Regions from separate parts of the Sus scrofa genome. Here region 1 is linked to region 2. Evidence: chromatin contacts called from public HiChIP or PLAC-seq data. All regions are on one chromosome and are shown on one strand. Each heading gives the region's core, a stretch centred on a gene start, on an enhancer-like site or on the middle of the called end of the contact. The rest is flanking DNA. Distances are from core to core; before and after follow the strand shown. Region 1 holds the start of STXBP2 (syntaxin-binding protein 2). Region 2 holds the start of MCEMP1 (mast cell-expressed membrane protein 1).

Region 1 (5,802 bases), core at 2,869-5,368, 37 kb before region 2:
GTTCTGTCAATCAGGAGCCCTGGAGTTGGGGGCTGAGGAGGGGGGACTTACTTCGATGCATGAGGCCGAGCCCCCATCTTCCTTCTCCTCTTGGTCCATCATTGTCCCTGCTTCCCTCTCCTGGGTCCCGTCCATTTCTCTGCTGGCCTCTGCCCCAGCCCTGTGCCAGAGAAGGCTTTTTAAGAGATTGAGACGTGGGTGGAGTGGGTACCCAGCCCCAAATCCCCAGCTCACACCCCATCTGCTCCTACCCAAGCTTAAACCCCATAAAGATGATCCAGATAATTGCTTTTGCAGTGTGATGTGGGGACTGCCGTGATGGTAGGAGGCAGGGTGACCTGGGTTTGGACCTTGCTGGCCCAGCAAGACTCGCGGGGTCCCAAGCACACTAGTGGGTTGCAGCAGCAGCCTGCCAAATCAGCATCCCCACAGTGGGGAGCTTGGGCTGGCTGGGCCCTATCTGGAGAGGACAGGCTGAAGAGTTCCCTTTGTGGCTCATGAGGATTTGTGTTCAATCCCTTACCTTGCTCAGGGTTAAGGATTCAGCATTGCTGCAAGCTGCAAGGTAGGTTGCCGATGTGGCTTGGATCTAGAATGGCTGTGGCTGTGGCTGTGGCCGGAGCTGCAGCTCCGATTCAACCCCTAGCCTGGGAACTTCCATGTGCTGCAGGTGCTGCCCTAAAAAGACAAAAAAAAAAAAAAGCGAACCCAACAGGGCAGCTCAGGTGAGGTCTGCGGCCCACCTTATCTGCTGCAAAGGCAGTTGCCACCTGCAGGTGGTGGGAGAAGAGGAAGCTGGGACCAGGGACCCAAAAGGGGTCTAGTTGTCTCATCCCCACCCCCAGGCCCCAAGACAGGAAGGTCCGGGAGCCCCTAACTTCCCCCCACCAATTCCAGGTTGCTCTGTCTTCCTGACCTGTCACCCCAGCCCAACCTGGGGACAGTAGGCAAGGGGAAAAGCCCCTGGTGCCCCCAGAGAGGTTGCTGCTGGGAAGACTCCATCTGCCCCCCATGCCCTCCTCAAGATGCCTTTCTGGAAGCCTGCTGAAGTTCCTTCTCAGGAAACATGGGTCACACAGTCACCACCTCTGCCCAAGTGAAGAAGCTTGTCCTCCTCCCCAGCCAGCCCTCTGCCATGCAGAGCCCACATTCACACCCTCTCCACAGCCCCAAGATGCCAATGGCAACGTGATGTCCTGCTCCTCCATGGACACATTAGTTTCCTGGGCTGCCTCAACAAGCAGGGTAGCTTAGAGCAACAGACATTTATCGCCAGACAGTTCTGGAGGCCAGAGGTCTGAAGTCGAGGTGTTGGCAGGGCTCTGCTCCTGCAGCACATAGAGGGAGGATCCTTCCCTGTCTCTCTGGGTTCCAGTGGCTGCCAGCAGCCCTTGGTGTGGCTTGGCTTGTAGCTGCGGCCCTTCAGTCTCTGCTTCTGTTATCGCACATGGCCCTTTTTTGTCCATGTCCTCACATGGCTGTCCGAAGATATAGGTACCAGTCACATTGTATCAGGGACTTGCCCTGCTACAGCGCGACCTCATCTTTACTAATTGCACTGCAACAACCCTATTTCCAGAGAAGGGCACGTTCTAAGGTACTGAGGGTTAGAACTTCAACATAGTTGTTCCCCCCAACCCCAGGGTGGGCAACACACCCTCGAGCCCATTACAGCAGAAGACCCTGGTCCCCTTCACTGAGTAGAGTTTGGGGTGGCGGAACCTAGATTCTCACCACCAGGGGGCAGGCTGAGGAGTTAGAGAGGATCCTGGCTTCCTTGGGGGTCTCCTAGCTCCTTGCTTTGCCCCTGCAACCCATCCTTCCTCCCAGGAGCTGCAGGGCTCCCCTCCTTCCCCTGCTCAGAATTCTCCCTTGACCCCATTGTCCTCAGGAGAAAACCCAAACACCCGGGGGTGATGGGAATGTTCTAAAAATTGATGTAATGGATGCACGACTGTAAATATACTAAAAGCCATCCAATGGTACACTCTCAGTGGGCGAATTGTATGGTATGTGAATTATATCTCAATAAAGCTATGAAAGAAAGAGGAAGAGGGGGTTCTCATTGTGGCACAATGGGTTAAGAATCTGAATGCAGTGGTTCTGGTCGCTGCGGAGGTGAGGGTTCAATCCCCAGCCTGGCACAGTGCATTAAAGGATCCAGTGTTGCTGCTGGTGCAGCCATTTAAAAAAGAAAGGAAGGAAGGGAGAGAGGGAGTGAGGGAGAGAAAGAGAAGGTGAAAAAGAAACAAATCTGGCCTCTGCAGCCCCTCCAACCTCACTTCCTTTAAGGGAACTCTCAACCCCACTCTCACCTCATTCCAGCCACTGCTCTCTGCATGGTTACTTCTTGATGTCCTTCAGGGTTATGCTTAAAAGCCACCCCCTCAGGGTAGCCCTCTGGCACCACCTAAATTAAGCATTCCCCAACCCTTGGCACTTGTTATCTTGTCACTGTTTATTTCCTGAAGGCATAATTGATTGTTTTCTGTCTCCTGCTCTTCCTCTGTTCAACTTTTTAACTCAATGGATTTTGTTGCATTTATAGTTGTACAACAATCATCGCAACCCAATTTTATAGCATTTCCATCCCAAACCCCCAGCCCATCCTGTCACCCCCAACGTGTCTCCTTTGGAAACTAAGTTTTTCAAAGTCTGTGAGCCAGTATCTGTTATGAAAAGAAGTTCACTGTGTCCTTTTTTAGATTCCACATGTAAGTGATAGCATATGACACTAGTGTCTCACTAACTTCACTTGGCATGATAATTTTTGGGTCCATCCATGTTGCTGCAAATGCCATTATTTCTTTCCTTTTAATGTCTGAGTAATATTCTAACGTGTATATGTACCACATCTTTTTTTATCCACTTCTCTGTCAATGGGCTCTGTTCAACTTTAAGTGCCACCTGGCAGGCTTTCTGATTTTTTTTTTCCTTTTTTGCTTTTTATGGCTGCACTCACAGTATATGGAGGTTCCCAGGCTAGGGGTCCAATCAGAACTACAGCTGCCGGCCTACACCAGAGTCACAGCAACACAGGATTTGAGCCCTGTGTGTGACCTAACCACAGCTCATGGCAATGCCAGATCCTTAACCCAGTGAGCGAGGCCAGGGATTGAACCCGAAACCTTGTGGTTCCTAGTCGGATTCATTTCCACTGTGCCATGATGGAAACTCCAGCCTTTCTGATCTTATTCACTGCTGGGACTCTACACCTGTCCCATGTAAGTGGCAGAGGGCCCAGCACCTGGTTGACTCTTAAACATGATCAGATAAAAGCACTGATCTGGAACTGAACCAGTTCAGGAGTCTTTATTTACACGATGTGTCACACTTTAAATCCAGGACCCCATTTGTCTGGGTGCTGTTGGACTGTGCCCTCTGCCTAACAAGGTGTCAGCCCTTAGCTGGTGCACAGCAGGCGCAGGCCCTGAAATTTGGAGTTGAGTGTGAATTGAGGTGTGTGTGAGTGTGCAAGCAGTTGAACATGCCACTGAATCCCTGTGTGTATCAGCAAGATTGTGACAAGCATACTTCCTGGGACAGACTGGTGTTTCCCATTGCAATAGGCCTACTCCTCACGTGGCCTTCAACAAGGGTCTGAGCCGTGGTTTCATTGTCTATCCTCCTCCTGTCAGGATCCATGGAGAATCTGGCACCAGTCCCTAGCACACAGTAGGCGCTGGCTTAGCTCCAGCTATTGCTACAAGCCTCCTCTCCAGTTTCATCAGTTGTTGCCCAAGCCCGCTATTGCTGCTAAACTCGGGTACAGAAGTGACTCACAGTGGCCCCGCGGCTCTGGGTGGGCACACAGTATCCTTGAGACACAGAGAAACTTCTGGCAGAGTGGAGCTCTGCCTGGGGAAGATTAAGGGATTTTTGCCTTGCAATCCCACTTTCCCGCTGGACACAAGCGAGGGAAGTGTGTCTGAGCTCACGTCTGTGAGCGTGTCCTCGGGATATGCCCCTTCAGGGACTAGGTGCACGTCTAAGTGGACACATCCGTGGACTAGTTCCGCGAAGAACCCTTCTTTCTCTCCGAGAACAGACGGCGGGGCGGGGCCAGGTGCGCAGGGGCGGGGCCAGGTCCCGCTGGGCGGGGTCCACGTGGATGACGCGAAGGGCCACGCCCCCACCTTGGGACAGACCCGGAAGCGGCGGCGCCCCTAGGGGAAGATGGCGCCCTCGGGGCTGAAGGCGGTGGTGGGGGAAAGTGAGTGCCGCTCCGGGGACGGGCTCTTGCGTCCCCTGGGGGCGGGGGCTGGGGGCGCACGGACCTTGGGACCCAGGCGGTGGGGAGTCGGGGGCCAGTCTGGGCGTCGAGCACAGGACCTTCGAAGGGGCGGGCGGGGACTTGGCCTTAGCTGGACGTCCCAACTCTACCGTGAGAGAGCGGAACAAAGTTGGGCGACTGGACTCCGCGAACCCAAGGGGATCAGACTAAGCGGGGCGCAGCCAGGTGCCAAGCCTGGACTCCGGGACCCGCTGGGATGACAGCGAGGGGTTATGGCACAGCTAGACATCCAGAGACCAGGGTCTCTGAGTCAGGCAAAGTCCGACAGGCTGGACCCCTGAGGCCCCGTGATGCGGACTGGGGCCGGGCTGGGTGTGCTGATGCGTGACCCCAGGTGGTGAGAGTGCCCAGGGGGCGTGTCCAGGCCCCTATCCAGGTCCAAGAGTAGGGGACGCCTTCCTCCTTCTCCAGTCCCCAGGAGCTCCATGCAGCGGCGGGGCGGGGGGAGGGGGGAGAGGTACCCAGGCGTCCAGGCCTCGCGGGCCGGGTTCTTGGAGGAGGGGTGGAGGTCGCTCCCTCCCCCACCTCCGGTAGTTCCGGCCTCAGCAGCTCCTTCCGCCCTGGCCCAGGCTGCCTTGATAACACTGTACATGACAGTCTTGCTGGGCGGAGCTGCCCTGTCCCTTCTACCCACTCCCTTCACTAGGCAGCGCGGAGTGTGGCTCAAACGCCCAGCAACCCAACTGAAAAAGGAGCTTCTTATACAGGGGTTAAAGGGGAGGCAGGAAAGCCACTGCTTCCATTTTACAGATGAGACAACTGAGGCTGGAAGTTGAGTAATGGGATGACCACAGCCAGGCACGCCTCAGAGCAAGGATCTAGGGATCCTGAGTTCTGGTTCAGGGGAAACTGATGGAGGTGGAATGAGGGCGTGGCTGAAATCTCACCAAGAGAACTCAAATAGCAAGAGTTCTCTCAAATAGCTGAGGCCAGCTCTGGAGGCAGGTAGACCTGTTATGTGAGTCCTGGCTTTCCAGTTATTTGTTTATCTAAAAGCATTTATCCAGTGGCTACTTATGCTGTAGGCATTTGGCCACTTAGATGCCCAGGGTGCTTAGGCAACTTAACTTCTCTCTGAAAGTCAATGTCCTTGTCTATAAATCGAGGGTGACCAGGAACTACCTCACAGGACTAGGGGGAGAAGTTACTGGGAGTTCAGATGGAGGTGCTGCCCCGGACCCAAAAGGTTTTGTGGTGTGGTGGGCCCAGAGGACCCAGCATTCTGAGCCTGGCCCTCACTTCCCTGCAGAAATTTTGAGTGGAGTCATTCGGAGCGTCAAGAAGGATGGGGAGTGGAAGGTAGGAGCAAGACAGAATGCCTTGTCCAAACCCATGGTGGGGACGGGGGGCAGGCCCTGAATGTGGGGTTCCCTCCAGCTCCCTGAGGAGGCTGCTAGTCCACAGAGATGGGATCAGATGGGCAGATCTGGGATAGAGTCATGTGGGGAATGGGGTCCTGGGTCCTCCTGTTCAACCGGCTCTTGAAGCTGTCAGGCCTGTCCACCACT
Region 2 (5,546 bases), core at 401-2,900:
TATGTATAAAATAGATAAGCAACAAGGATACATTGTGCAGCACAGAGAAACATAGCAATTACTTTGTAATAACTTTAATTTTTTAATTTCATGTCCACACCAGTAGCATATGGAAGTTCTTGGGCGGGGGCTGCAACCCACAACTCCGCAGCGACCTGAGCCACTGCAGTTGGATCTTTAATCCACTGCATGAACTCCTGTAATAACTTTGAGTATAACCTAAAAATATTGAATCACCCCATGCTGTACAGTGGAAAAAAACTGTGTTGGGGGAAATAACAATAAAAAAAATTGAATCACTATGTTGTGCACCTGAAACTAATATAAATATTGTAAATCAATGATACTTCAATTTTAAAAAACCTTGCCCGCAAACCTACATGTTTTACATTATATTTCTATAGGAAGCCACTCCTCTAGACCTAAAGAGAAAATTCCCTATATACTTTGTCTTTTTTTTTTCTTTCTAGGGTTGCACCCTTGGCATATGGAAGTTCCCAGGCTAGGGGTTGAACTGGAGCTGCAGCTGCTGGCCTATGCCACAGCCACAGCAAAGCAGGATCTAAGCTTCATTGGCAATCTACACCACAGCTAACGCAACGCTGGATTCTTAACCCACTGAGTGAGGCCAGGGATCAAACCTGTGTCCTCATGGATACTAGTCAGATTCATTTCCACTAAGCCGTGATGGGAACTGCTACTTTGTCTCATTTTAATCCTCAGCTTTTAAGGTCAGATGGGCTCAAAGAGAGCTTTAAGACACCTAGCCAGAGGACAGTGTGAGTTCATGAATATGTATAAGCATGCAAATGAGCGTGCCATGCATACGCGTGAGTAGATGTGTGACTAGGTGTATTTAGGGGTGTGTGCATGTGCATGTGTTTGTGTGTGTGTGTTGGGGGGGGTCAGGGCAGGTGAGCAGATGTGTGGATGAGTGTGTGTTCTTGAGTGTTTCTCCAGGGGTCTGCAGGTGGAGGGGGAAACTACTTCTGGGGTTAGGTCAAGATGAAGTCTGGCCATAGTCCCAGATGTGGGTGTGGCGTTCCAGTGGTGAGCACCATTGCCTCATATCCGTTCCCTTCCTCCAAAGGGCCTTGAAGAAGCAGAACTTCTTAGGGTGGAGCCGAATGGTGGGACTGGGACAGAGCAAAGAAAGGTGTTGGGACCTAGGAATCCTAACTCCAAGGCTGGATACTCCTGCCCCTAAAAGTGGGACTCTGGGGGTGCCACATATCTCCCCTGAGAGCAATGGGAGACAGGAGGATGAGGTTCATCTAGGTAGACAGACAGACACAAAGAGCTTCCTGTAAAGTTCCCATCCTTTAAAAAAAATTATTTTCATTGAGTATAATTGACCGGTGACATTGTGTGAGTTTACAATGCACAATGTGTTGATTTAACACATTTATGCATTACGATAGGTGACCACCATAGCGTTAGTGAGCACCTCCCCCCCCCCAGGTTCCCGACCACTCTATTCCATTTCCAGGTCTATGGGCATCTCTTCTTCATCCTCTGTGACACTCTAGTCTCCTAAGACCCTTCTTGAGCCAGGGTTGGGGTAAGGATGCCCCAGAGTGGGAGGGTCCTGGATCCCTGAAAAGAGGATGACCCCTCCTTCCTTTCCTCCTCCGTAATGCAGAGATTTCCTCATCTGCCCAGACACTTTCCGGTGGGTGGGGATGTGCACAGACAAACCAGCAGGCTGGGGACCATGGAGACTGAGGAAATCTACATGAACCAGGAGCTCAAGATGCAGGCGGCAGCCTTCAAAGACAAGAAAAAGGGGCCCCCAGCCTGTAAAGAAGGTTAGGCACCTCGGGGGCCGGGGGCGGTGGGGAGAGGTCAAGAGGGAGAGGTCAAGGGCCGAAAGTGGGGGCCAGAGGGTTCCCTCCCCCACGCAAAACATGCGTGTTTCTATGTATCACCCAAATGTTCACACGCATCCTCTCCACTTACTCAAGATGAAGATTTTTCCTTCTCCACTCCTTCTCTTTACCCCCAGAAATTTGCTGCTCACAGGGTTTGGTGAACCAAACCTATCTCTGCCCCAGAGCTCCCACCAGGTTTCCACAACCCCTCCCACCGACATGCCCACAGGTGCAAATGACCCTGCCTATGAGAATATCACCTTGACCTTCAGAAACCGGGATCAGTCAAAAAGCAGTCATTCACCGCCCAAGAATAAGGGTAAGTAGCTGCCTGCCAGGGCACATCACACAGCCTTGGGAGGGGCTTCAGGGACATAGGGCAGCATGTGGAGGTCAAGGTCAATGGCTGTGGTGATGTCAAGGCTTGTGTGTGACAGTGGTAGGGGGTAGCTTTGTAGCTGGTGATGATGACCGTGGTGTGATTGTCCTCATGGAAGTGTTGGTGAAGGTCTGGGTGACGGTGATGGTGTCTAGGTGACCATGGAGTGGATCAGGAAGGAATCACCTAGACGGAGCTGATGAGGTCTGGTGATGGGACAATGCTGGCAACATCAGGCACTGATGTCGGTGGCTGTTGGTGACAAGGATGATAAAGGGAGCATAATGGTGACTACTGGGGACGTTTGCAGGGGGCACTGGCTAGGTTGCATGTTGGTGGCAGTGTTATGGATGGCCCCAGCAATTTTTAGTACTGGGACCAGTGGGTGTGGACGACAGAGCTCTCGGTGGTGGTCTGAGTGGCCGTGTTGGGCCCTGGAGGTAACCTGTCCTGCCTCTGCCCCAGTCCCAGTCCGGTCCAGGCCATCCTCAGACCCTGCCCAGTTCTCCCACTGGTTGCACAGAGCCATGATGAGCCTACACATTCTCCTTGCCCTGTCCTGCGTTGTCCTCTTGGCCTTGGTCCTGATGAAGAGTGAGTGGGGGTTTGGTTTTGCTTTTTGGTGGCGAGGAAAGGGTCTGGGGCAGCATAGAGGGGGTCCCCAGGGGCCAGGGAGGCCCAGTGCTGCTCCCAATGGCAGAACTGAGGCGATTCAAAGTTCTTCTTGCTCCACCTCCCCATCCCGAACAGATTCCGAGCTGTCCCAGGAGCTGCTGGTCTTGAAAAGGGAGATCTGGAATGGTGAGAGGAGGCCCGGGGTGAGGGGTGGGGTGGGGGGCAATGGTGACACAGACCTCCCTGATCCGCACCTTCAGTCTCCATTTCGGTGCAAGAGTGCCAGAAAGAGCAGAAGGCAGGCTGGAGCACCATCAAGGAGAGGATCAACTCGAACAAGGAGCTCATTGAAACGGTCAAGAACAAGGTCCAGGAGGGGAACCTGAAACTGAGGACACTGCCAACAGGTGCCCTTACAGACCTTCACTGGGCAAATCTGTCTCCATGCCCAGGGTTGGGCTGGGTGCTGGGCGGGGGGGGGTCAAAGGAGGGGACAGCAGGGGGACCGTCCTCCCAGAGCACAGAGTTTAGGGGTGATGGATGTCACCCTCCAAGTCACTCAGGGAGTATAGAAATGCTGCTGGGAACCCCAAGTACACACATTCTGTGGCAACCCAGATTGGGGGTCAGGAAGGGAGGGGGTTTCTAATAAAGGTGCTAAAGCCCCACCAAGGGCGTTCAGAGAATGTACCCACATGTGTCCATTTGTTTCTGCACTCGCATTCCATGATTCCTGAAGATAAAGCTTTTTCCTTTATCTTTCCCCCAAACCCAGACCTAACCAACATCAAGAATGAGTTACGGAAAGTCACTGAGATGCTGAAGACCCCAAGTCCAAGTAAGTCAGGGCTGGGGAGGTGGATGAGCCCCCATGTGGCCCCAGGTTCTCTTCCAAGAGTGGGATCTGCCTGACCTATGGGCTCTGCCCTCTACCCCACCCCCCACAGAGCCCACAACTAAATAAATGAGAAGACATCAAAACCCTGGCTGCAGAATGGAGGACAAGGTTGCACCTCTCAGTGAAGATGGAAAATGGGGGCCCCAGCCTGGTCTGAACCTGGGTACACACTGTGTTTCATTCCACCTGTAGAAAACCATGTGTCCCGGTGCATGAGTGTTGTGGCTTTGTGTGTGTGCCTGTGCATGTGGCGGGGATAAGCACTTCACAAAGGAAGGTGTTATAGGTGCATGTTGGGAGTCGCAGCGACTGGGGTGTGCACCCCTGTGTCACTGTACACGTGTGGGTGACACGTGTTGCACCTGAGTGTTTCACTGTCAGAGTAAACACGCGTGTGTCCTGTGCAATGGAGTTGTGCCAGGGTGGGGGTGGGGTACACCGTGCAAATGTGTCTCTGTAATTGTGGGTGTGCCCCGTCACTGCCTGTGCTGGTGTGAATAGGAATTTGTGGACATGAGTGTGTCTGATTATGCCACCAAGGGTGTTCACAGTGTGTACCCGGGCACGCGTCCATTCCTTTCTGCACTCTCATTGCGTGGTCCGTGAAGATAAAGGCCAAGGGGAAACAGTGTGGCTTTCCCATCTGTTATTGGTGTGGCTGGGGTGGGGGTGGGGGTGGGGGTGGCTTTGGGAGCTGATGGGGGAGTGTTCTGACTTGGGGAATGGGGAAGGTCACACACTGAGCACGTGGATATGACGCCAGGAACCCTGGGGGCACGAAGGCATGTGAGAAGGAACACCCCCAGTGGATCCCTATGTGTCCACGAACGAGTACCCAGGGGGTAATTGAGTCCCAAACCCGAATGTGTGCATGAGAATTTGTGGCCTGAGACATCCAATGCTTCCCTAAGAGTGAATGGGTCCGCGGATATATGAGCCCCTGTGCACTATGCTCGTGAGTGTATCTGTTCACAGAGCACGTATCCAGGTGTGCACACGCCCCTAAGTGTATTATTCCCATGACTCATGGATGTACATCTCTTAAGAGAATACTTGTCCACGGACATGCGCATGGACCTAAGAGAGTGGACGTGTGTGCACTGCCATGTGTATATCTCTAGGACAGGTGAGCGCGTGCGCATGGGCATACATGTGCTCCTACAAAGAGAATGTGTACCCGAGGGCATGCGTGTGCCCCTGAGACGAGAAGACATATGCCCAAGGACGCACATGTGCCAGAGACAGACATGGGACCACCGTCAAACGTGTGCTCTTGAGCACCGGTGGTGGCGGGCCCACCAAGGCTAGCAAGGCAACCCTCAGTCCGACCCCACGGACACGGGTGCCCCCGTGTGGCCGCTCTCTGGAATCGCCCCGCCCACATGCCCCTCCCGTCGCGGCGCCTGCGCACGCCCGGGCCTTTTACGGCGCCGTAAAGCAGCTCGGCCGAATCGGCGGCCGCTGTTCCCGGTGAGACCCCGCCCGCCACGACCCCTCCCAGCGCGTAGCCCGCTCCACTCCCCGATCCCTCCCCGCGGGTCTTTGGGCCCTGGGCCAGGGCCTTGGCATCCGCGATCCCCGGTCAGCTCGCCTCGGCCCATCCCGGGGGACCGCGAAGAGGGTGGGCTTCTCGTTGGTCCCTCTGCGTGGTCCACTCCTGGGCCGGGATCCAGATCTTTCCGCGGCTTAGCGCACCAGCCCCATGGCAGCCGGGTGGAGGGTCTCAACACCCCCCCGCTCCCCTATCGCGCGCTGGGCCCTCCCCACGTAGGCAGCTGCGCAC

What was found. HiChIP or PLAC-seq counts read pairs in DNA pulled down with a chosen protein or histone mark.
Region 1: an H3K27ac HiChIP or PLAC-seq map of alveolar macrophages shows a contact between it and region 2, with 7 times the contacts expected there. The contact joins the promoter of STXBP2 here to the promoter of MCEMP1 in region 2. A contact is called at or near these places in 2 of 5 promoter capture datasets (fetal liver and liver), 17 of 47 Hi-C or Micro-C datasets (alveolar macrophages, blood, brain and 8 more) and 1 of 2 datasets of contacts at active chromatin or transcription factors (alveolar macrophages).

What each region holds. Positions count from the first base shown.
Region 1 is chr2:71,511,762-71,517,563 of Sscrofa11.1, reverse strand. It overlaps STXBP2 (syntaxin-binding protein 2), which reads left to right and starts at 4,118. Exons shown (of 19, transcript XM_003123150.6): 1 at 4,118-4,213; 2 at 5,544-5,593. The coding sequence starts at 4,177. PCP2 (Purkinje cell protein 2 homolog) reads right to left here. Exons shown (of 5, transcript XM_013987340.2): 2 at 52-160.
Region 2 is chr2:71,472,230-71,477,775 of Sscrofa11.1, reverse strand. It overlaps MCEMP1 (mast cell-expressed membrane protein 1), which reads left to right and starts at 1,650. Exons shown (of 7, transcript XM_021083917.1): 1 at 1,650-1,808; 2 at 2,006-2,190; 3 at 2,716-2,844; 4 at 3,001-3,051; 5 at 3,126-3,272; 6 at 3,641-3,703; 7 at 3,813-4,392. The coding sequence starts at 2,091. The coding sequence ends at 3,829. The region is part of intron 1 of PCP2 (Purkinje cell protein 2 homolog); the gene reads right to left. TRAPPC5 (trafficking protein particle complex subunit 5) reads left to right here and starts at 5,162. Exons shown (of 2, transcript XM_003123147.5): 1 at 5,162-5,233.